Regions from separate parts of the Mus musculus genome. Here all the other regions are linked to region 3. Evidence: chromatin contacts called from public HiCAR-type and promoter capture Hi-C data. All regions are on one chromosome and are shown on one strand. The core of a region is the stretch at or near the end of the contact, and the rest is flanking DNA. Distances in the headings are between cores, read along the strand shown. Region 1 holds the start of Sdf2l1 (stromal cell-derived factor 2-like 1). Region 2 holds the start of Yars2 (tyrosyl-tRNA synthetase 2 (mitochondrial)). Region 3 holds the start of Marf1 (meiosis regulator and mRNA stability 1). Region 4 holds the start of Dnm1l (dynamin 1-like). Region 5 holds the start of Cpped1 (calcineurin-like phosphoesterase domain containing 1). Region 6 holds the start of Top3b (topoisomerase (DNA) III beta).

Region 1 (3,866 bases), core at 485-2,984, 3.0 Mb after region 3:
CCAGTGACCGACAGGAACACAGAGGTGCCCACGTGCTGGAAGCGGACACTGGCCTCTCGCTCCCAGTGTTGCCCAGAACATCGGACTGTCCACAGGTCCAGGTCATCACCCTCACCGTCTTCCCCAAAAGCACTCACCTCCTGAGAGTATAAGGTATAGGAACAGTCACACAGAGGGCACAAGCTCCCCTGAGCTGCATGTCTGGCCGTCATATTTGCACCTAGTATCCTGGGGCCTCTGCTCCTTTTCCTGACCTTCAGCATTCACAGCTATGAAAATGGAAGCCAAGAGTCCTGCCCTAGCTAGGCTCAGCGGCACACGCCTTTAAGCGTAGCACTCAGAAGGTATAGGCAGGCAGATCTCTGGGGGGTTTAAGGCCAGCCTGGTCTACATAGTGTGTTCTAGGACAGCCAGGGCTACATAGAGAAATCTGGTCTCAAAATAGACTCTCACCCCATTCTTCAGGTGCATAGAGCCTCTTGTATCAGACTGTGTAGTGCCAACTGGCCTTACCCCCAAATTCCCCTCCAACATTTTCCCCCTGAAACTCTCCAAAGCACTGTCAGATTCTCCCTGCGTCCCTCCCAGACCAGCTGCAATGAACACTGTACTTTAGTAGGAACTCTTTCGCAGAGGGGAAGGAGTAGGAAGAAGCTCCCACTTCTCTTTAAGACCCAGCCCTGAGTTTCTCCTTCCTGCAGTTTCCTATTATCTGCGCTGTGGGTCCACCTCTGTGTCCAAATACGAACTAATCTCTCACTTCTAACTCGGTGGAGAAAGTTACTGGGGACAGGACCCAGAGCAGGAGCTCCATAAACTTCTGAATAGAAACTCCCAATTCACAGTAGCTGACACTGAGTCCCCTCTTGGGCCCCTCCCCTACATCCCTCCCTCTGTCTTTGGGTCCCTGCCCCACGCAGCCTCTGTGGGTTTCGGAACGGGGCTTGCCTGGTTGTTGGATAGCGGCGACGGGAAGTGGTGCGTGTGCAGGTTCTTGCCGGTGAGCACGTGCGTGAGCCGCACTGCTTGCCCACAGCGCACTGGGAGTCCGCGCGGGCACCCACCCTCGGAGCCGCCGCGAATCCGCCAGTAACTATTGGCATCGTCGGACTCCTCCACGCCGGTTACCGACTGTTGGCCGCTGCCTGAAGAGTAACAGCCCACCCCACCCCGTGGATTCTTGTTAATCACAGACCTCCGGACCCTCGTCTTGAACACTAAAAAGTTTCCCTCACAGCCCCTACCACTCTAGGATCCAAAGAGCTCACCCCAGCCCAGGCCAGACCCTAAGTACCGGTGGACATCGCCCTCCCCCTTCCCGCGCATCCTCGATCCCTCAGGCTTGTCAGTCACGACCCACAAGCGAGTCTAGACTCGCAACCACCCAGCTCCCTGACAACCCACAGACCCCGCTAGGACCACCTAGTCTCTAAGCCCTCCGCCCCCTGGCGGTCCCAGTCACCACCCCTGCGCACCAGATCCGTATTTGATGTCGTGTGAGTGCAGCCGCACTTTGTGGTGGGTGTTGAGCAGCTTCAGCACTGACCCGCAGGTCACTAGCCCGGCGCTGGCCTTGGACGCGCCCCCACTCCGCACTGAGAGCGCCAGCAGCAGCCCCAGCAGCGTTGGCCCCGCTACCCTGCCCCGGCTCGCGCCCCACATCCCGCCAGCCGGCCAGGTTCCAGCTGCTCTAGACCTCTGCGCTTCCGTCCTCAACAGCGGCCAATCCAGCTCTGACAGCGCCCTCCCACGGCAGCCAATCGTCTGCGCGCGCGCGTTCCTCCTGCACTGCTATTGGACCGTGTGCAGCGGCCCCACCCCCAGCTTCCAAGGAGGTAGCTGGAAAGGGGTTGGAGACACCAGGAGGATTTTAACTGGTCCACGCTTCCGAGGACCCGCCAATAAAGCAGTGGCTGCGGCGAGCGTCCCCGGAGAGGCCACGGAAAGCCGCACACCCGGGTTGGTTGCTTCTAGTCACTTGGCTCCCGGTTAGAGATCCTCGGGTGTAGTAGGTATAGGAACCCCTTTGACCCTGGACCCCCTAAACTTTAGTCTCGTGTCCCTCCACTCAGACCCCGGGATAAAGCTACAGGTTCTTATGTTAATTACGAGATTTTGTGGTCTCAAAGTGGGCAGATAACAAAGTTATTGAAATCTCCTGGCCCCAGGAGTTAATCAAACTGAATCACATCAGTTTCTGGACCCCATGGTTTTTTAATTCTCTTAGTCATGCAGCTACTTGAGTCATTTGGTGGCAGAATCCTAAGGTTGCTGGATGACAAAGCTGTGAGCCCTCTCTCTCTCTCTCTCTCACACACACACACACACACACACTCACACAGTGCTGGCGCGCGCGCTCACGTACACACATTCACTCTATCCATCCATCCATCTGTTGAGTATTCACAAAGGAACTGCCCCTCCAGGCTACATTACTAAGAAGCTGATGAAGCATGTACTTAGGGCACTAGCTAGATACGCAGTAAAGTTTATGTTTGCATTAAAGTTTATGTTTCCGTCTGCAGATGTAGCTCAGTTGAGTGAGTCCAGCAAGCGCAAAACCCTGGATTTGATCCTTAGCAAATCAACCCTCAAGTAGTGGAGGCAGGAAGTTCAAGAATAAGTCTGAGGTCATCCGCCTAGAGAGGATGACAGGCAGACAACATGTTTCTAAGTAAGCTGTGTCAGAATAGTTAGAATCAAAATAGAGTCATTTGTCAGGCCTTTAACCCTAACACACACATGAATATGAGGCTGAGAAGGAGGGGATCTCGTGCATGAATGTCTAACAAGAATAATTTACAAAAGGCTCAGCCAGAACTGCCTTTCACAAAGGACCACAGCCTCACACAAAATATCTCTGCTTACACTCCAGAGCCAAAATGGGGGAACCAAAAATTCTTTTAACTTTTATGGGGCCTCACCTCATGACATTTTATATTTGTTTCCGTCTCTCTCTCTCTCTCTCTCTCTCTCTCTCACAGAAACTTTTTAAAACAGTTTTTTTTTTTTTATGTATATGAGTTGTAGCTGTCTTCAGACACACTAGAAGAGGGCATTGGATCCCATTACAGATGGTTGTGAGCCACCATGTAGTTGCTGGGAACTGAACTCAGGAACTCTGGAAGACAGTGCTCTTAACCAGTGAGCCATCTCTCCAGCCCTTGAAGTGGAGACTTAAGGACTCTATGTGTCAGTTGCATTGGGTTGATGTTTTGTTGGAGCAAACATGTGAAGGAACGTTTTGCTGAAGTGGACATAGATGAAAAGCTAAGACAGACTCATGAAGGAACATTCAGATAAAAGGATGTTTTGCTTAAACAAACACATGAAAGGACATATGATAATGGATTCTCTGCTAATGACACACATATATTGGTCCATCTTACATTTCGTAGTTGAGCTCCATTTGTCAGGACTCCATAGAGAAAAGTGCACCAAAAAACTTCTGGTGGTGGTATGTCTCGCTTCTTGCCACTTCTACAGACTCTGCCAATTGACAGAGTGATGTCAGCTGAGACAGACTCACATGGAGTTTTGCTAAGACAGACTCATGTGCTGAGGCAAGACCCATGGAGGACACATAATGTTTACAGAGAGAATAAAAAGGACTCGATGGACAGTGATAGACTTGGCTTGCTAACGTAGGTAGCTAAATGCTTGTTGGTCTTGCCTCTTAGCTGATCTTCCCTCCCTGAAAGAAGCACAGCCAAGAGTTTTTCCTGGCACTCCTATTGGTCCTGGTCCCTTCTGCTGATTCATTTGAATTGGGCTGAGGTCTTGCTGTCCCTGCTAGGTTGTGTCACTGCACACTACCGAACTGGAGTGCTGGTATATTTGTAGCCATTTGTGATTGGATCCAGCTT
Region 2 (3,919 bases), core at 1,164-3,663, 2.1 Mb after region 3:
AAGTATAGGGCCATCATGTAATGCTGTCACAACAGCATTTCTTTGAAAAGAAAAGCAGTACTAAAGCTAGTGCAGATATGAAGTCATACTTTCTAATACCCAACTGTTGCCCTGCTCTTTAAAGTCACAATACGTAGGTATTTGTTGTATTAACCCAAACTTGCAAGTGAGAGATTTTTCCCAATATTAAGTACAGTATCTGTTAGGCTTTCAGAACTTCCTGCAATGCATCTTACAGTCTGTCTCTGATCAAAGTGCAGATCAACAGATTCTGACTAGAATTTTAAAGATATTTTGAGTAACAATATGAGAGAACACTCTAGCTATTTTCTACCAGTATTAGAGAATATTACCAGTAATATTACAATATTACTGGCAATGAGAAATTAAACTCACTGATAATTAGATGAGCAAATACATTGATTAATCAAAATAACAAATTTATAACCCACTAAAATAAATGTCTTCTTCAAATACCTTAGTATTAGGACATGGAAAGATCTGTAGCTAATGGTCTGGGGATGGGTCAGGATCCTCTTTCAGGAACGTGAGTGTTGTTTGTCTTCTGCATATGACTCTTAGTCAAAAGGCTTGCCCAAAGTGTGGATTTCTCTCCAAGAGCATTCCATATTTAAAGATTAGCCGGTAATAAAGTGAAACAGCCTACCTCCTTGTTTCAGTTTGGAAGACTATGGAAGGAAATCTCAGCTCCTGACTTCCTCTGGGATACTGAATGACTCTTGTCTGGCCTGAGCTTTCTATTGCCGTGATAAAACAATATGACCAATGGCCTGGGAAGAAAAGCGTTTATTTCACTTTACAGCTTATAATTCGTCATTCAGGGAAGTCAGGGCAAGGACTCTAGTCAGAAAGACTCCTGAAGGAACTAAAGCCGAAGTCATGAAGGAGTGCTACATACTGGCTTATTCCACATTGTTTGATCAGCCTGATTTCTTTTAGCACCCAGGACCACCAAGGGTGGTGTTTCTTTTGGGACCCTGGGACAAGAGACTCAGGTGCATATTTTACATATGAAAACAGATCTGGCTTCCAGGTTCTCTCAGCATCCCTAAGTCTCTACCTGGCATACCCTATCCCCAACCCTGTACATTCCAGCCCAGGGGATGGGCTGCCCTTCCCTCAGACGCTCTTTGCTATACAATCTACACATTTTGCTCTCTCTCTCTCTCTCTCTCTCTCTCTCTCTCTCTCTCTCTCTCTCCCCACCCCCTGCCACAAGCCCTTTCTCCCCCCCCCCATGGCGACCCCCCCTGGCCTCAATTCTAGGGGGACAGTAAATCTGCTTTATAATCTAATCTGGTTTGAATTGGCTCATTTTACCGGAGAAAGGACCTATCAAGAGGCACCACCCACAGTGAGCTGGTCCCTTCCACATCAATCACTGATCACCACTGGCTTGTTCATAGGCCACATTGGTTGAGGGCATTTTCTCAGTTTAAGTACCTCAATGACTCTAACTTTGTCAACTTGGCATAAAACTAGCCAGCACACCTCTACTGCAACTTACTCCTGGCTCAATTGTTCTCTGTCTCCCTCCATAACCCCTACTTCTCTCACAATGGTAGGTGATGGCCACAAATGGCACATTCTCAATAATGCTACTCCACATAAATCAGGGAGTTTTGAAAGTATGGCCCACGTCTACTCATATATGGAAATGTCAGAATAAATTCATTATTTTGTACAATTTGTGTACGCTAATTAAAATGTTTAAAGAAAATTAGTCAGAATCTACAATGGGACTTGGGGGCTGGCTCACCTGCCATACAATTGCAAATGAGAGTCCTCATCCTGGTGAGAGGATTCCTAAAAGCACCTAATATGTTATGACTTTGAATGACTCCAGTTTTTGTTATACTAAACACAGGGAGTTCTTTCCTGTTTTGACTTTCCTCTTGCTAGGAGGAGACTGCCACCTTCAGGACACCCACTAATGACGTGTGTGTGTGTGTGTGTGTGTGTGTGTGTGTGTGCGCGCGCCTGCCTGCCTGCCTGTACTGTGACGAGGCTCTCATTAACTGGGGAAACTGGTACAAAGAAATTTCGTCTCCACTCCACTCCGAGTTCTTTCTACAGGTCCAAGACTTATGGGACTTGAGCATCACAGCTTTTGCATGATCATTTAAACGACAGTAAACATTTGTCGAGCGCTTACTACACCGCCAAGTGCTTTCACCACAGCTGTGAGACAGGAAGTACTATCACGACATCCTCACTGAGAAAACGGGAATGAAATGATAGAGGAACAGCGGGGGCCGCAAGACGGAACTCAGTCGGTCCACATTCCAGGACTGCCTACAGCACCAAAGCCTAACAGGCCTCCCGCTACGCCCGAGCATGCGTAGAGAGACACCGAGGCGCCCGCGGTCGCAGGGCGACAGAGGTCCAGCATGCCTTGCGTGTCCCGCAAGATGGCGGCGCCCATGCTGAGGCGCCTGTGCCGCGTTCCGCAGTCCCTGGTCTGGCTACGAGGGTCGCGTGCGGTGCGCCCGGGCGCGCGGGGAATGCTGGTGGCACCGAGGGCCCGCGGCTTGTTCAAGGAGTTCTTCCCCGAGAGCGGCACGAAGACAGAGCTCCCCGAACTCTTTGACCGCCGCAGGGCGGGCTCGTCCCCCCAGACGGTGTACTGCGGCTTCGACCCCACGGGCGACTCGCTCCACGTGGGGCACCTGCTAACTCTGTTGGGGCTCTTCCACTTCCAGCGAGCCGGCCACAACGTGATCGCGCTCGTGGGAGGCTCCACGGCCCTCCTGGGGGACCCCAGCGGCCGGACCAAGGGGCGCGAGGCGCTGAGCGCCGAGTGCGTGCGGGCCAACGCGCACGCCCTGCGGCGAGGGCTCGAGGCCCTGGCGGCCAACCACGCGCGCCTCTTCGCGGACGGCCGGCCCTGGGGCTCTTTCACGGTGCTGGACAACGCGGCCTGGTTCCAGGAGCAGCACCTGGTGGATTTCCTGGCCACGGTGGGCGGCCACTTCCGCATGGGCACTCTGCTGAGCCGGCTGAGCGTGCAGTCGCGTCTCAAGAGCCCCGAGGGCATGAGCTTGGCGGAGTTCTTTTACCAGGTGCTCCAGGCCTATGACTTCTACTACCTTTTCCAGCACTATGGATGCCGGGTCCAACTGGGCGGATCAGATCAGTTGGGCAACATCATGTCTGGCTACGAGTTCATCCACAAGTAAGCTGGAATTGTTAGAGCCTACGGAAACCCGGGGACGAGTATACAGAAGTAGTGTGTTATTCGTTAGGAAGATTGTAAGTTAGAGCTGGGAGTTAGAGCTGCTGGAAGCAGACCGATATTCAAGATTTGGATTGTGTCTGTTTTCCCTAAGTCGCCTTTAGTTTCTTTAGAAATTGTTATTTATCCTGAAAATAATTGGACTTCTGTTTAGAACCGTGTGCACTAATTTAGCTTTTCGCCTCCATAAAGATTTTCACAGCGTTTTCTTTTTTTAAAGATTGATTTATTTATGTATGAGTGCTCCATCTCTATGTAACACCTGCATGCCAGAAGAGGGCACCAAATTCTTATATTATATCCCACATGGTTGCTGGGAATTGAACCCAGGATCTCTGGAAGAACCACTGAGCCACCTCTCCAGTCCTCACAGTTTTCTTGAGGAACATAGATTATATGGCTGGTTCGTGTGCTACACGACAAAACTCATTTAAAAATATTAAAAGCCACCTTCTAAATGTACCTCCTGGTATCCTTTCGCCCAACTTTGTCATTTTTCTACCTGATCCTTCAAAAATCAAGTCCTGTTGACCTGCTCAGGTGCATTCCTCAATTGCACTTAAGCACGACACATGTAGATATAAAATGCGTGTTTTTATGGTTCTTGAGGACCTGAGTCCAGACTGAGAAAGGGTTTTAAAAACATATAGTAAGTAACCAGAC
Region 3 (3,579 bases), core at 202-2,701:
ACTTCACTGAGAAACAGAAACGTTTAAAATAAAGTTTCATAGCTAGCTTCAGGTCAAAAGGCTCACCTACCTCTTTCTACACCAAGGTGCCTTCAATATTGCTCAAAGAGCCAGGAGTGGTAGCTCAGGAGGCAGAGGCAGGAGGATATCTGCAAGTTTAAGGGCAGCCAAGTTCCAAGCAGCTGTGGTTACACAGTGAAACTCTGTCGATAGATAGACAGATAGACAAGGCAGGCAGGCAGGCATATATAGACAGATTACTCAGTTCAAACAAATATAAGGAAAAACATTAGTGGCCTGCAGCCTAAAAATTTCCCAAATATTCCTAGGAATTCCATTTAAGCAGCCGAATCAGTCAGGGGAAGTTCTAATGTGAGAGAGTCTTCCTTTCTGAAACTCAGTTTCTGAGCAACTTAGACAGTGGCTGAGAATGCAGTGTGCAACATTGTACTGCCTGCATGTTGGTTCTGAAGGCCACCTATCTGTGCTGCTGTGGGCATGTCATCTTTATAAACATAAGGCCCATCTCTTGTGAGTCTAATCATCATAGCAACCCCCTCACTTATTTATTTGTAGTTTGGTGACAAGAGATACCTGAGGATGAATTATTTCCCAAATGACCTCCCCCCTGCCACAAACTCCCAGTCCTATGTATTTGCTCGTCTTCTACCTTTTAACTAAAATGACTCTTTTTTCTCCAATAGAATATAAATTCCATAACAATATTGACTGTATGTGAATATACGGTATCCCAACCTTCCAACTCAACTGTGCCTCACAAATATCAATAAATGACCCTGGACAAATGTAGAGCTCACTGAAGGTGAAGAAAGACCATTTAGCTGACAATTTCCTTGTATGCAAAACAGAAAGATCCTGGAAAGTCCAAAAGATACTAGTGCAACTAGAAAGCACCACGTTCGTGCTAGAATTAATTGGGGAGGTGGCTGAAACTGAAACTGCATCCAAAGTGGCTATTAAAACAAAAACAAAAAAACAATAAGGGACTCAGCCACACAACTGTCCTTTTTCTCAACTTTCCAACTTTGCACATCCTGCGAAGGTTGCTACTGACACCTGGAGGGCCGGGGAGCGAGCAGGAAGACAAGCGCCAGCTGGGACTAAACGCCTCGGAAGAGACCGGGGGAGCACTGGAGAGCGACTTTTTCGCACGGCCCCTTCGGCAAGTCCCAGTCCCGGTCCTTCAATCCCAGAAGCATCAGTCTGAGGGGGGAAAAGGCGTCGTTTCCAGACCAGCTACGTTGCTGATCAGAGCATCCGGTACGCCCTAGTGGAGTCCCGGCACTGACAGAGGACTCACCTCAGCCACTAGCTCCTTCTTGGCTCACATTCCGACACCGCCGCCTACCCCCCACCCCCCCCAGGCCCTTTATTTTGATTCCCGACTCCGCAGCTCCCGCCGCCGCCGCCAAGCGCTCCCTCCACTTCCGCTTCCGCCCCGCCCCGCCCCTGTCGCAAAACCGATACGCTTCTCTACTACTAGCCCCGCCCCTCTCTCCGAGCCTCCCTGCCTCACCTCTTCCTCCATAATACCACACCCTTCCTCTGCTCCGCCCCCTATGGCCGCTCCCTTTCTCCGCCCATTCCCAGCCCGTCCCCACTCCGCCCAGTCGCTTCCTCCAGTAGCCCCGCCCATTCCCCCGTCCCTCCCTTCCCCTTTCTGGCTCCACCCCTCCCTGAGTCTCGCCCAGTCTTTTCTTTCGCCCCGCCCTCGCCTCCGCGTATTTCTCCGCGCAGGGCACGCTGGGAAGTGGGGGGGGCGGGGCCTCGCGGCCCTGCAGCCTCGTCAGGCTCAGTCCCCTCCCGATAAACCTCAAAATAGGGTCTTACCTAGGGGGCTGGCGGCGTATTTTTTTTAGCAGGAACCCCAGTTTAGGAGTTCTCACTACTGGTTTGATGACGCCATGTCGAACGGATCTTCCAGGCGAAGAACTAGGGAGCTTTTGTGATGGAGTCAAGGAAAGGCTTGCCAGATGGGATTTGTTAGGGTTCCGCTCTAAAAGGTCTTGGGAGCGAGGACTAAGGAGAGAAGATTAATGTGAAATAAAGTATTAATGCTCTGCCTCGTCACGTGATAACCCTTATTTTTACAAATTAAATCGTGCACGTTGCACTGCATCTTTTAGCGCAACCTAGTGGCCAGTGGAGAAAGAACAGTTAAACCTGCCAAATGGGCTTTTGGCAAAGTCCTCCCTACCTATAGCAGTTTCAGTGCTGATCAAGTACATGCAAAGACTGCTGCTGAATATTGACACCAACAGTTAAGAGTACATGATATCCTTACCCAGTTTTATTTTTTCTTTTCAGAGACAGTGTCTCACTTGTGTAGCCTTGGGTTGGCCTGGAACTTGCCCCGCAGACTATGCTGTACTCGAACTTGCAGTCCCTTGCTTTCTGAGTGCTAGGATTAAAGGAGTTTGTGTCACCTGGCAAACGTTTTGTTTTAATAAACCTAGTGCTTTGTAACCAATACTTTTCAGATGACAGGTTGGCCACGAAAAAGAAGATGCTAAAGTTATAAGAACTTTGTGAAATCAAAAATACTTCATGTTTTAAACAGATAAACTGTTCTGTATCCTCGCTACCCCTATCCCCAACCCCACTGAGCCTTGAAGGCTTCACTTTTACTTGACCTAAATATGAGTTGGGTTTTTTTGTTTGTTTTTCCAGACAGGGTTTCTCTGTGTGATAGCCCTGGTTGCCCTGGAACTCTCTGTACACTAGCCTCAAACTCAGAGATCTGCCTGCGGTTGCCTACAAGTTCAAGAAGTAAAAGCATAACCTTTATTTAGAACCATGCCTGGCTTAAATATGAGTTTTCAGGATTCCATAGGGGGAAAGATAATTTCTGAAATTTCTAGCTCTTTGCTGCTTTCTGTTACAAGTTAGGAAAAAAATATAATCTAAATGTAGGCACAGTATAGAATGTCCTAGCTGGTTATTACTTTAAAATAGTTATACTTAAAAGTCTGCCAGAAGCCGGGCAGTGGCGGCGCACGCCTTTAATCCCAGCACTTGGGAGGCAGAGACAGGCAGATTTCTGAGTTCGAGGCCAGCCTGGTCTACAAAGTGAGTTCCAGGACAGCCAGGGCTATACAGAGAAACCCTGTCTCGAAAAACAAAACAACAACAACAACAAAATTAAAAGCACTACCTACTATTTAATAAAAGTAGGTTTCAACTTTTTGCCAGAAGTAGTGGCACAGTTCCAGGGCAACTAGAACTGCACAAAGAGACCCTGTCTCATTAAAAAAAAAAAAAAAACCAACTTCCTTTTTTTTTCCTTTGCTCAGTAATAATCTTCACATTTATGAAACAAAGATAACAGAGATTTATTATTGGTGTTTCACTGGATACTTTGCATTTGATTCAACTCCCCAAAGACCTAAGTTACTAAACAGAGTTCTCCTCTACCACCCATGAGGACAGGATCAAAGGAAGAGAAGTCAAACTCTCAGCTTGGTCACAGCACAAAAGCTACAAACAAAATGAACAGAATTTTTTTTTAAAAAAAAAGAGCAAAGCCAACTACAGTAGCCCAGGACTTTGATCCCAGCT
Region 4 (3,637 bases), core at 700-3,199, 2.2 Mb after region 3:
AAAAATTAACTTAAAAACTAAATATCTCGTTACAATGAATAATATGCATCACTGAAAATCTTCTATAAGATCGCAGGAACAAAATACCAAAACAAACAAAAAACCAAATAGTACACTTGATAATTTGGTCTTCGGGCACAGCCAACATCAAGTGTTAATGCTGGATTATGCAGACATGACTGTCCGAAAACTATCTATGCCAACCCAGCAAATGGCCCCAAAATAATTCCTACTGCTTTAAATATTTAAAGGCCAATAATAATAATAAACTACAGGATGGTTTGAAGTATATGGATATCCTCTAATTTATTTCTTCTTATAATATTTATACACTTTCTGTAGTTAAGATGTAGCCATACAACCCATGGAAAACAGAGAAATCACCCATCACCTCAGAAGAAAAGAATATTAACAAATGGGAGCACCTAAAAGTATGTTTATAAAGGGGCTGGGGAGATGGCTTGGAGGTTAAGAGCAAAGGCTGCTCTTTTAGAGGACCTGGTTTCCAGCACCCACATGGCATCTCACAATCATTTGTAACTCCAGTTTCGGGGATCATATACTTTCTTCTAACCAGCACCAGGGAAAACACTCACATCATAAAAATTAAAAAAAAAAAAAATTCTGGGCATGGTAGTTTTTCAGTCAAGGGAGCTGAAGCAGGGGGAGTGCTATGAGTTTCAGCCAATTCAGGTAACAAGGTAAATTCTTAGCCAGCTTGAAGTACAGAGTAGGGCTCATCTCAAAAACAATTCTCGCCAGGTGTAGTGGCACACGCCTTTAATCCCTGCACTCGGGAGGTTGAGGCAGGCGGATTTCTGAGTTCGAGGCCAGCCTGGCCAAAGTGAGTTCCAGGACAGCCAGGGCTATACAGAGAAACCCTGTCTCGACGCCCCCCCCCCAAAAAAAAACAAAAACAAAAACAAAACAAAACAATTCTCCCCAGGAGGATAGAGGCACTGAATGGTCTTCCAGAAGTCAATTCCCAGCAACCACATGGTGGCATGGTGGCTCACAACCATCCATAATGGGATCTGATGCCCTCTTTTGGTGTGTCTGAAGACAGCGACGGCGTACTCACAAACATTAAAACAAACAAAACCAACAAAAAACGCCCTCCTCCCCTAAAGTTCTGTTGCTCCTCTTCAGTTCAAAGCAGGCATTTTTTTAAAAAATGAAACTCACATATCTCTGCTATTCTAGATATCTATTCAACATTCTTTCATACAAAATTTGGACTTATCGCCAATACCCCACATAAGGCCTGAGAACCTTATACCAAATTTGGGTCACAGTAACAAAATTACAAACACCAAAGTCATGGTGCTCCTTCCTAACTTTAGGCCTCCAACTACACCCGGGATTTTCTTTTAATCTTATTTTTACTTTGTAATAGCTCCGTGGGCCACCGACTCACCACTAGCTTGCTGCCTGTCTGCTCACAGCAACTCCTGAGTCCGTCGCGTCCTCAGCGGCCGGAAGGAAGCGACAGCCGCCCACACGCCCGCCCGCGCGTCCCCCGAGTGCCCTTGGGCCAAGCCGCGCCGGGCTGTAGGCTGCAGGGCCACTCAGTCCCGCTGAGCGCCCGGGAGCAGAGCGGAGCGCCGAGCTGCCGGCCTCCTCCTGGCGACACCTGCAGGCCTGCGGCCGAGCCAGGCCTCGCAATCGCGGCCTCATCTTACCTGCGTTCCCACTACGACGATCTGAGGCAGCTGGATGATGTCCGCACCCACTGTGTTGAAGACGTCCTGCAGCTTATTGATGACCGGGATCAGCGCCTCCATGACCCCCGAAACACTGGACCCCCAACCCAGCAGGCCACTGCAATGAATGGGGACTCGACCCACAGCCCGCTTGCTTCCTCTTCTCCTCCGCCCTTTCCTCGGGAGCCCGCACCCATTGGGCCGGGCCAGCACCCAGCCCGCTCCCGGCAGGCCACGCGCCACGACAGAGGTGGGCGCGCAAAGGCTGCCGGGAGATGTAGTTCAGGCTGAGTGGAACGCGAAGGCCTATTCTAGAAGGTTTCAGGTATCGACCTGAACTGGGCGGGTAAGGAAGCTGAGACCGTGAATCTGAGTCTACTATAGTCAAAATGCTAGCTAACAGCTAGATGAATAATGATTGTTAGAGTGTTATGTATGAGTATGCCTCCAGGAGTTGGGACACACCAATTTTATGGACAACCATGGAAGACTTAGACAAAAGGTTAACAAGGTCTGTACTACATAGTGAAATCCTGTGTTTATAAGAAGGGATAGAGTCGCCGGGCAGTGATGGCGCATGCCTTTATCCCAGCACTTGGGAGGCAGAGGCAGGCGAATTTCTGAGTTCGAGGCTAGCCTGGTCTACAGAATGAGTTCCAGGACAGCCAGGGCTACACAGAGAAACCCTGTCTCGAACCCCCCCCCCCTTCCAAAATAGGGATAGAGTCTATTAATTAACCAATGTCATTTCCTTATGAGAAGTACTACTTTATGAAGAGCAATCAAGGAAACTATAGGAAAACTTAAAAGAATGTCTCCAGACATTTCTACCGCTCCAGCCTACCCACCAAGAGAGTTTATCTGGTCAAAGTTCTGAGAGTGAATGATAAGCCCTTAGAACTAGACATTCGTATCACACACACCAACTACGACTTAAGGTACAATGCAGAAATGAAGGCAGAAAGAATATAAGAAACCAAGGATTGAGCAGCTGTCATCTACTTACAAAGCTGTAGTTGTAGCCTGAATACATAGCACTATATACCTGCACAAGATTGGGCCCTCCAGCTATCTATCATAGAAACAGGAGGTGCCCATGAAGCTCCATTCTTTCTAAAGGAGCAGTAACTGTGAATGTTTGCTGGAGTTGGGGATTAGCTTTTTCTATTAGTATACCCACTAGGACTAATAGGTGGGAAGAAGGAGTCCTAGAAAGGAAGGGGGAATATCAGAGGGTAATGAGGGTACCAAAATAATCACAATATACTGGATTTTAAGACTGTTAAACATAAATAAAACAGTAACTCAGAGCCACAAACTCCCCAGCCTGAGAGGAGTGAAAAGCCAAGCAAAACTTGTTGCTATCTATTCATGATAGCCATGAGCACTCATAGTCACAAAGTTGTGGATTGTATAACTGGAGGGGTTACTTACCATTCACCTGCAACATATGCCATAGGAGACAGGCTTTACTGTTCAGAACACAGATGGTGGCTGGTTAATAAGTTTTGAAAAACACATAAATGAAAGACTCTGAAGATCCAGAAGTGATTTTTGGACATCTTGGCAAATGTTGTGACCTTCCCTTTTGTCTTTTAAAAACAAAGATTTCAGAATCCAAAACCAAGTGCAGCAGCATATATGTAACCTCAGACTGAGAAGGCAGAGGCAAGAGTCAGCTCTATTGTCTCCATAGTGAGCTCCAGCCTAGCCAGAGATAAATAAAGTACCCTAGGAAAAATGATGCATTTATACTTGATTTTCCTTTGTCTTTTACTGTGTGCTAAGAGCTAGTTTGGTAAAATTGATATACATACATATTACCAAAGCCAACATGTCATAGATTGGTATGGTATATGTTCCTACTCAAATTATCTTTTCTCTGGTAACAGAACACATATAGTCTTATATATTATCATGTAGCTTTTTGTAAG
Region 5 (3,688 bases), core at 564-3,063, 2.2 Mb before region 3:
AATGAAAAGCACGTAACTAAATGGTCATTGTATCAGTCAGGACCAAGGGAGGAATAGTAAATATACTAAAACTAAGAAAATGCCTGAGTCATTTTCAAAGGGATTATCTGGGATGAGATGAATATAAAGAGACTATGAGGAACATTAAGCAGCCAAAAGATAGAGCCACTGTCATTCAGATACCTCCATCTGGGAACAGAGTCTAAGAACATAAAGACTGTTGGGAGAAACAGGGCCTTCTAGGGAGGAATACAGTCTACAAAGGGGAACCCTGGAAGGGCATCAAGTGCAGGAATACACATTCAGGTGTTTGTTTCTCCTCCCCCTAATCTCCCGTGGGAGCTTCTGGTTGGCTGAGTGTCTTCTTGCCCAGCTCTCCTGCCAATCTAAGGATCAGGACAAAGAGTTCATTCCTGCAAGCAGTCGCTCCTAGAGCACTGTGGCAAAGAGAAATCTGGAGAAGCAAAGACAAGAAAGACACCAAGTTGGTAAAACTCAGCACATCCATTAACAAAACATACAGCACGAATGCGCAATCAATGGGATACTGTTCAGAAGGAAGGAAGGAAGGAGAACTACTTAGAATAGGAGGCATCTCAAAAACATGTAGGCTGGGAAAACAAACAAACAAAAACCTAAGACACATTAAAATCTGTAGAAAATGGCAACACTGCAGACTGGACTTTCCCCAGTCCACCATCAGTGGATTTTTGGCTGTGCGCACCTGTGCAGAACCTTGAACTGCAAGGAGGGGAAAAGAAACAAAGGCCTAGCAGAGAACTGTAGGATTGATCTTCTTTGGCTAGCTAGGCAGAGGTAAGTCTGAGGAAATGAACCTGAAAATAGGATGTGAAGGCTGAGAAGGTGCCAGACTTCCAAGTCCCACCAGGTGAGCAGAGGAGAGCAGGTGCCAAGGCCCTCCGGGTTTGGAACGGGCCTGATTCTTTTTTCAGAGCAGTTCAGGCAAATTAGAGGCTGGATAACAAGGCGAGCGTTCCTGTGATTCTAAGCCAAGTGCCAGAGAAGAATCAACCCCAAAGATCCAAAGGAAACACAGGGAAACAGGAACCAATCCGGTATCCTCTGAGTTGCTGGGGCCTATCATTTGCTTAACACCCAGCATGTGTTCCACACCCAAGGTTACAGAAATAGTCTGATGTGTTAACAACGCTCCCTTTGAGGCAAGACTGGGTCAGATTATCTAAGCCCAACTTCCAAGAACGCTACCTGGACCAGAATGCCTTCCCTTTCTACGGTTACAGTAAGCAACTGGATATAAAAACACTCTCACTACAATTGACAGCCCCTGACACACACAGCGCTTGTCAGCTGCCCCGCAGAAGCTTGCCAAGGAAGAGAGAAGACAGGCCCCGTAGCAGAGCCCAAGCAGTCATTCACTTCTCTGCCACCTCCGCCCCGCTTCTGTTTAGTTTGTTTGCTTTATTTTTTAAGTTTGTGGTTTGCAAGGTCAAGTCAAGGCCAGCGAAGCACCCAACACTGCGAGGGAGGAACAACTCCGACAACGGTCCCCGGTGCTGTGTGCAACCCACGAAGGGATCCGGATAGAAGTGAGCGCCCGCGACCGGAAGGTTCCCCTCGCGGAAGGTTCTGCAGCTCTGGAGTGCCCCCCTTCCCAGGCGAAGAGCCAAGCAGTACCTGAGGAAAACGCGTCCAGGGTCCTGCCCCGGGCTCTGTGGAAAACATCCGCCGCCTCCATAGCGGACATGGCGAGCGACTGGCCTTGCCTGGGCACGTTCTGTGAGAGGAGGGAGCGACTCCACACCACCCGGCAGCCCCGCCTGGAACAGCTTCTGGAACCTGCCCTCCAGGAGGGCCGGGCGGGGCGGGGCCGCTCTGGGTGCTGCTAGTACTGCCTGGGCAGAACACGGAGATTGCCACCCCTAGTGGGATCCTCCCGGGGTCAGGATCCAACTTTCACTGGAACAGACTGGGGGTTGAGGCTTTGAGGCCTGGAGTTGTCTTATGTAACACGCATCGGGCCGCTTCATAATTTGGGATTTCAGGTTAACAAGAATAGGAAAAAACAAAACAAAAACAAACAAACAAAAAAACCCAACAAAACCCACGTTTAGCTTAAATATATCTCATGCAGTATTTGGGAGATACTTAAGCAGTTATTTTTAAAATATTGTTTATCTGAAATTCCATTTCAATTTGATGTCCTAAGTTTTATGTTGCAACCCTTCCAAACTGCCCACCATAATCTCAAGAGTCTTTAAGGCATCTTGACTGCCTGGACATTGCCACTGTCATTCTGTCACTGTTGTTGCTGGGTAACAGGCATTGCCCGAAGTACTTTGTGTTTTGCTTGTTACCTCATTGACTGCACTTGTCAGATGGGGAAACTGACACTCAGAGAGAGACACAACTCCTGAAAGCTAAGAGCTGCAGGTGAGCAAGACAAAATCTATCCAACTCAAAAGCCGTTACACTGGACTACAACCCTCACACTTGGTAGCAATCCAGATTTCGAGGTGGAAAATGTTAAATTCAGATCTCCAAAAAGAGGATACATTTATTAAGCACTACAGGGGAATTCCTAGGATCTGCCAAGTTGCTAAATTTTCTTCTCAACAAGTGTAAGCCTGAAATGTTCGTATGGTTAACAGAGCTAGGATGATGTCCCATGACCTTGAACTAGAGTCAGATATAAGTCCTAGCAATTTAGGACAGAAATACAAATGAGCTTGTGTCTCAGCTACTTGGGTTTATCCTAATACTACCACTTACTTTAGGTATGATCTTAAAAATTAGTTGCTCTGCACCTCAGTTTTCCTACCTGTCAAATGAGAACAATAACAATACCTAGGGTTATTGGGTTGGTGAGAAAGTTAGATGATGTTGTAATTTGCACATAAGATGTCTCCCGTAGGCTCATGTTGGAAGTTGTCCCCAGCTAGTTGTGAACGAAAGAAAAAGAAATAAAAAGGAAGGGAAAGGATATGAATTCCCCCTAGGTGTGGTGGAGGAGAAAGCTTATCTGTGGGAGAGTGTAGCCAAAAGCTGAGACATCTGTGAAAATCTAATACTGGGCAAGGGGAAGGGGTAAGGAGAAGGAGGGAAGAAAAGAACCAGGTGCAGCAGCCAGGAGGCCAAAGGTACAAAAAGGCTGGGTAACAAAATGTCTGGACTATATAGGGAAGAGCCCCTGGGGGGGGGGGGAAGGGCAGCCCAGCCTCTGGGCTGGAGTGTTCAGGGTAAAGGGTGGGATATGCCAGCCATACCCTATATCAGGTAGGAACTGAGGCTGCTGGAAGAACCTGGAGGCCAGGTCCACTTTGATGTGCTAAACTGGCACCTCACCCATGTCCTGGGTTTAAAACTTAACAAATGGCAGTGGTTTGGGAGGTTCAGAGAACTTTAGAAGGTGATTCCAGGTTAAAGAATAAAGGTCTTTGGAAGGCGTGTCTTGGAGATAATCTTGTTCCTAAACACTTCCTGTGACAGTGTGCCGCTTGCCCTTCTTGAGGTGAGAAGCTCCTGTGCCATACATCTTTGTGATGTTTGGCTAAGTTCCTGTGCAAGCATCTGCAACATAAAAACCTTTCTCTGATCCGTTTCTGCCATAGTCGTGAACAAAGTAACAAGAGTTGATGGATTTGTATGTCAAACTGCTTAAAGTAACAGTTGCAGTGGCAAGTAGTAAGTATATTAGCCATGGTAATTA
Region 6 (3,743 bases), core at 1,196-3,695, 2.7 Mb after region 3:
GTTCAGACAAATGTTCTGCCTCAGAGATGGGTACCTGGCCAAACTGAGCATGACCTTTGACCTAGCCAGCTCTTAAACTTGTTCTGAGATCACAAACCAGCCAGACCAAATTCAGTAAAAACAGCTTTAATTCTACAATCCAGCCTCCAATGGGGGCTCATAGCAACACCGCAGAACAAGGAAAAGCTGCATAATTCCATCTTCTAGGCTCTGCAAAACCTCACGTTCTACCCCTCCTTCCCATACCAGACTAGCCGAGCAAAGCAAACTCTGTCTTCAGTTCAGGGTCTGAATGTCTCCAGAGCCTAAGATCCCAAATCTGTATACGACTTTTCTCCTTCCCACTCCCTCTCCATCCTCTTCTTTTCCTGGCTCCGGAGCCCCACGGCACAGTAATACACAGCCTCGTCCTCAGGCTGCAGTTCAGAGATGCTCAGATACCCCAGGTTCCTGGTCGTATCTTTGGACCCGGAGAAGCGAGGTGGGATATCGGGACCCTGGTGCTTGTCTGAGTGTGAGAAGTATCTCAGCAGGAACCTGGGAGGGTGGCCCGGCCTCTGCTGGTACCAGTAAATGCTGTAAATGCCAATGTTATGGTCGTTGCTCAGGGTACAGGAGAGGCGGATGGTGGCTCCAAGGGAAGAAGATGCTAATGGTGGCTGATGCACCATGGGCTGAGGGCCACAACCTGAGAAGATAGAAGCATGTCCATCACTGGGGCAGAGCAAGGCCATAGGAGGAGCAAAGAAGCCCTGGGCCCCAAGAGTTTCCTTACCTGTGAGATAGGCCAGCAGCATGAGCAGGACAGACGTCCAGGCCATGGCTCCAGACCTGCAGCACCCTGCCCCCTACAGCCACTGCTCCTGGGCCCTGACCAGCTGGGAAGCACTCTCCTCCCTGCTTTGGGGAGAGGGTCACTGCACCCCTGGTTCCTGCTCACCACCCTCCCAGGCTTTCTGGGCTCTGTGACTCTGTCACTTACCAGAATGGTCTAATGGAAGCCTTTGTGGCTCTGGGTTTGACCCAGGGAAGCATTCTGGGAGGAAGCACCTGCTGGAACGTCATGGGCCAGAACCCAGGACTGCGGGCTTGTCTCCCTGAGGGAGAGTGACCTCAACTCCCCTTGAGAGGCTGAGCCCCAAATAAGCAGATCTGTAGTTCACTTTAAATGCCTGGTAAAGGGGACAAGAGTTTTCTCCTTAAACCTAAGCCTCATATCAGACCCCAAATATGTGTGGGAGCAGTCACTGGGCCTCTTTAGATGTTCCTCTACCATATGTGAGCACACTAAATAAATCTCCTTCCTCTGCTTTTTAGTATTATCTCTTTTAATTACATTTTTATTTTCATTTCTTTTGTGTTCACATGGCCAGCTTGGCAGCCACTGTCTGCCTGCTGAGCCATCTTATAGGTTTCTTACTTGTCTCGTTGACAAGTTGGGGCTGTCATAGCCAGTCTTGGTAACAAAAGGATGGCTTAAAAACATAAGTTTGAGGCCAGCCTGGGTCCACAGTGAGTTCCAGTGAGTTCCAGGATGGCCTTGGCTACATAATGAGACAATCTGAATATATACATACATATATATATATATATATTTTTTTTTTTTTTTAAGACAGGATCCCACTATTTTGCTCTGGCTGGCTATTCTGGAACTCAATGTGCAGATGAGGCTGGCCTCGAACTCACTGAAATCTGCCTTTCTCTGCCTCCCAAGTGCCGAGATCAAAGTTGTGAGCCACCATACCAGGCTATTAAAAAACGGTATGCTAATAAAGTCATCAAAACTATTTTAAAACTTCCATAATTCTAATACTCTAAAAAAATTACATATTATCTTCCAGATACATTAACACAAGTAGTGTGGTCTTCAAAATTTTAAAAGGTGCTTTGTTTTGTTTTGTCTTGTATAGCCTATAGTCCCAAGCTGGAATGAAATTCACTATGTAGCCCTGAATGACCTCTAACTCGCTGTCTCAACCTTCTGATTGCTTGATTCCTGGTAAGAGCCACCATCCCGCTCACAGATGTTGCTAACACTGAAAAAGCCTGCTATCTGAAATGTTTAAATTATTTTAATTATTGGGCTGGTTAAGTGGTTAAGGACCTGGGTTCAATTCCCAGTACCCATATGGCAGCTCACAACTATCCCCAGTTCCAGGGAATTTGACACCCCCGCACGGATGTGCATATGCAAGCAAAACACCAATGCATATCAAATAAAAATAAACTTTACATTTTTATTTTAATCATTAATTGCATATTTTCATCAGTTCTCGTAATCATACTGACAATCGTCATTAATGTCTTCTCCGGATGATTTTTTGGAGACACAATGGAGACTTGGGGAGCCCCTGCTGCTCCCAACAGGAAGCAGACAGCAAGGCACCCGGAACTCACCAGCCTCGGAACTTGCAGACACCTTAGTGTCGACATCGGAGGGCAGATGAGGGGACGCCACAGACGGACAGAGCCGGAAGTGAGTTCGTGAGTGGCCACCGGGGAAAGCACAGCCGGAGCGAGAGGCGCAGCGGCACGGCGGGTGAGCAGTGGGATGCTGGCTGCTCGAGGAAGCGGAAGACGCTGGCTTTCCCCAGGCATTTCCGGAATGGTAGCAGCGCTCCGACCCGGGCGGGGGCGTGGGGGAGGGTCCTGCCCTGGCGCGGCTTTTTCGCCATCCAGCCCTCGCCGTGGGGCCTCTGGGCGGCGGTGGAGCCGCGTTTAGTGGGCAGTGGTCGCTTTTCCAACGAGCTCCCCGCGGCCCCGAGGTGAGACGTTTCCCCCTAGTTGAGGGTAGGGAAACCGGCTCAGGGAAGTTGTGCTGCCCACAGAGGCTCAGGCCTGCGGTTTGCGTTCTTATCCGAAGGTTCCACTCGCTGCCTCCCGGAGCCTGCTCTGTCTGGAGACCCAGGCTGTTCTCGGACTTGATCTCTGCAGATTAGGAGAAAACTTGGGTAAACCAATGAGCTAGAGTCGAGGGCCAGCTAGTTATGCATAGGGAAGAACGGATGACCTCTCTTAACCTATTTGGAACCCGGCCTTTGGGAACAGGACTGTGAAAAGCCAGGACGACTTGGATTTGATAGCCAGAGAAAGGGGGGAATTTTCACCGTTCGCCAAGGTCCCTTGTCGCTAGTCTGAATTGTTATGCACTGCGATTTATTCTGGCTTTTTAAACTAGGATGATGAGATGGCTCAGCGCTCTTACAACCAAGGTTCCGACCCCGGGAACTCACGTTGTAAAAAGAGAGAGCTGAATCCCACAATTTGTCTTCTGACCTGTGACCGGCAGCATGTGCGTGCCCATACATATCCACACACAAAATAACTGTTTATTTGTTTGTTTAACTTTAACTCCTATTTTATAGCAATGTTGGTAGACAGAGCTGCAGCATACTAGATACAAAGAAGGAGTTAAGAGACAGGCTTATTTTCCTGGATCTGTAGGTGATTAAAAGTCACTGAAGTGTTAAATTCTTAGATTTCCCATGCTTTGCTGACCCCTTTTGGGGCTCCTCAAGTTAAATCCACTACTACATAATACAAAAAGAAACCTCCATATTTACAGTGCTTTCCAAGGGACACTGATTAGTGAGGTGTGGCAAAGAATGGGCAGGTTGTCTTGCTATTCTCTCTTTGCAATCCACACCTAAATAGCCCTTTGCTTACCTAACTCCAGAATAGGACAAACTATAGTGTCAGAGCCTTGGCAGAAAAGACTTGGTATATCATGTAGGTTTATGTTA

Evidence for each region. Promoter capture Hi-C pulls out the DNA fragments that hold promoters and counts their contacts. HiCAR-type assays count read pairs that join an accessible place to other places. Capture Hi-C pulls out chosen DNA fragments and counts their contacts.
Region 1: a promoter capture Hi-C map of embryonic stem cells shows a contact between it and region 3, with 4 times the contacts expected there. The contact joins the promoter of Sdf2l1 here to the promoter of Marf1 in region 3. A contact is called at or near these places in 2 of 39 promoter capture datasets (the 3T3-L1 cell line and embryonic stem cells).
Region 2: a contact with region 3 is called in a promoter capture Hi-C map of adipose tissue, with 3 times the contacts expected there. The contact joins the promoter of Yars2 here to the promoter of Marf1 in region 3. A contact is called at or near these places in 4 of 39 promoter capture datasets (cranial neural crest, hippocampal neurons, liver and 1 more), 3 of 484 Hi-C or Micro-C datasets (B cells, CD4 T cells and CD8 T cells), 1 of 115 datasets of contacts at active chromatin or transcription factors (astrocytes) and 3 of 9 other capture datasets (adipose tissue, liver and pancreatic islet).
Region 4: a contact with region 3 is called in a promoter capture Hi-C map of liver, with 2.9 times the contacts expected there. The contact joins the promoter of Dnm1l here to the promoter of Marf1 in region 3. A contact is called at or near these places in 2 of 39 promoter capture datasets (hippocampal neurons and pre-B cells), 1 of 484 Hi-C or Micro-C datasets (B cells), 2 of 115 datasets of contacts at active chromatin or transcription factors (astrocytes and thymic regulatory T cells) and 2 of 9 other capture datasets (adipose tissue and liver).
Region 5: a promoter capture Hi-C map of adipose tissue shows a contact between it and region 3, with 4 times the contacts expected there. The contact joins the promoter of Cpped1 here to the promoter of Marf1 in region 3. A contact is called at or near these places in 1 of 39 promoter capture datasets (liver) and 1 of 9 other capture datasets (adipose tissue).
Region 6: a HiCAR-type map of astrocytes shows a contact between it and region 3, with 9 times the contacts expected there. The contact joins the promoter of Top3b here to the promoter of Marf1 in region 3. A contact is called at or near these places in 1 of 484 Hi-C or Micro-C datasets (muscle stem cells), 2 of 115 datasets of contacts at active chromatin or transcription factors (astrocytes and embryonic forebrain) and 1 of 9 other capture datasets (adipose tissue).

What each region holds. Positions count from the first base shown.
Region 1 is chr16:17,130,649-17,134,514 of GRCm38.p6, forward strand. It overlaps Sdf2l1 (stromal cell-derived factor 2-like 1), which reads right to left and starts at 1,735. Exons shown (of 3, transcript NM_022324.3): 1 at 1,476-1,735; 2 at 949-1,145; 3 at 1-140. The coding sequence starts at 1,662.
Region 2 is chr16:16,300,552-16,304,470 of GRCm38.p6, forward strand. It overlaps Yars2 (tyrosyl-tRNA synthetase 2 (mitochondrial)), which reads left to right and starts at 2,414. Exons shown (of 5, transcript NM_198246.2): 1 at 2,414-3,196. The coding sequence starts at 2,433.
Region 3 is chr16:14,157,823-14,161,401 of GRCm38.p6, forward strand. It overlaps Marf1 (meiosis regulator and mRNA stability 1), which reads right to left and starts at 1,452. Exons shown (of 27, transcript NM_001081154.2): 1 at 1,322-1,452. Mir484 (microRNA 484) reads left to right here and starts at 1,804; the gene lies at 1,804-1,870.
Region 4 is chr16:16,357,082-16,360,718 of GRCm38.p6, forward strand. It overlaps Dnm1l (dynamin 1-like), which reads right to left and starts at 1,950. Exons shown (of 21, transcript NM_001360008.1): 1 at 1,683-1,950. The coding sequence starts at 1,784.
Region 5 is chr16:11,907,610-11,911,297 of GRCm38.p6, forward strand. It overlaps Cpped1 (calcineurin-like phosphoesterase domain containing 1), which reads right to left and starts at 1,814. Exons shown (of 4, transcript NM_146067.3): 1 at 1,657-1,814. The coding sequence starts at 1,726. All of the region lies in intron 2 of Gm9961 (predicted gene 9961), which reads left to right.
Region 6 is chr16:16,868,291-16,872,033 of GRCm38.p6, forward strand. Top3b (topoisomerase (DNA) III beta) reads left to right here and starts at 2,446. Exons shown (of 18, transcript NM_011624.3): 1 at 2,446-2,765. Vpreb1 (pre-B lymphocyte gene 1) reads right to left here and starts at 965. Exons shown (of 2, transcript NM_016982.2): 1 at 776-965; 2 at 111-688. The coding sequence starts at 821. The coding sequence ends at 306.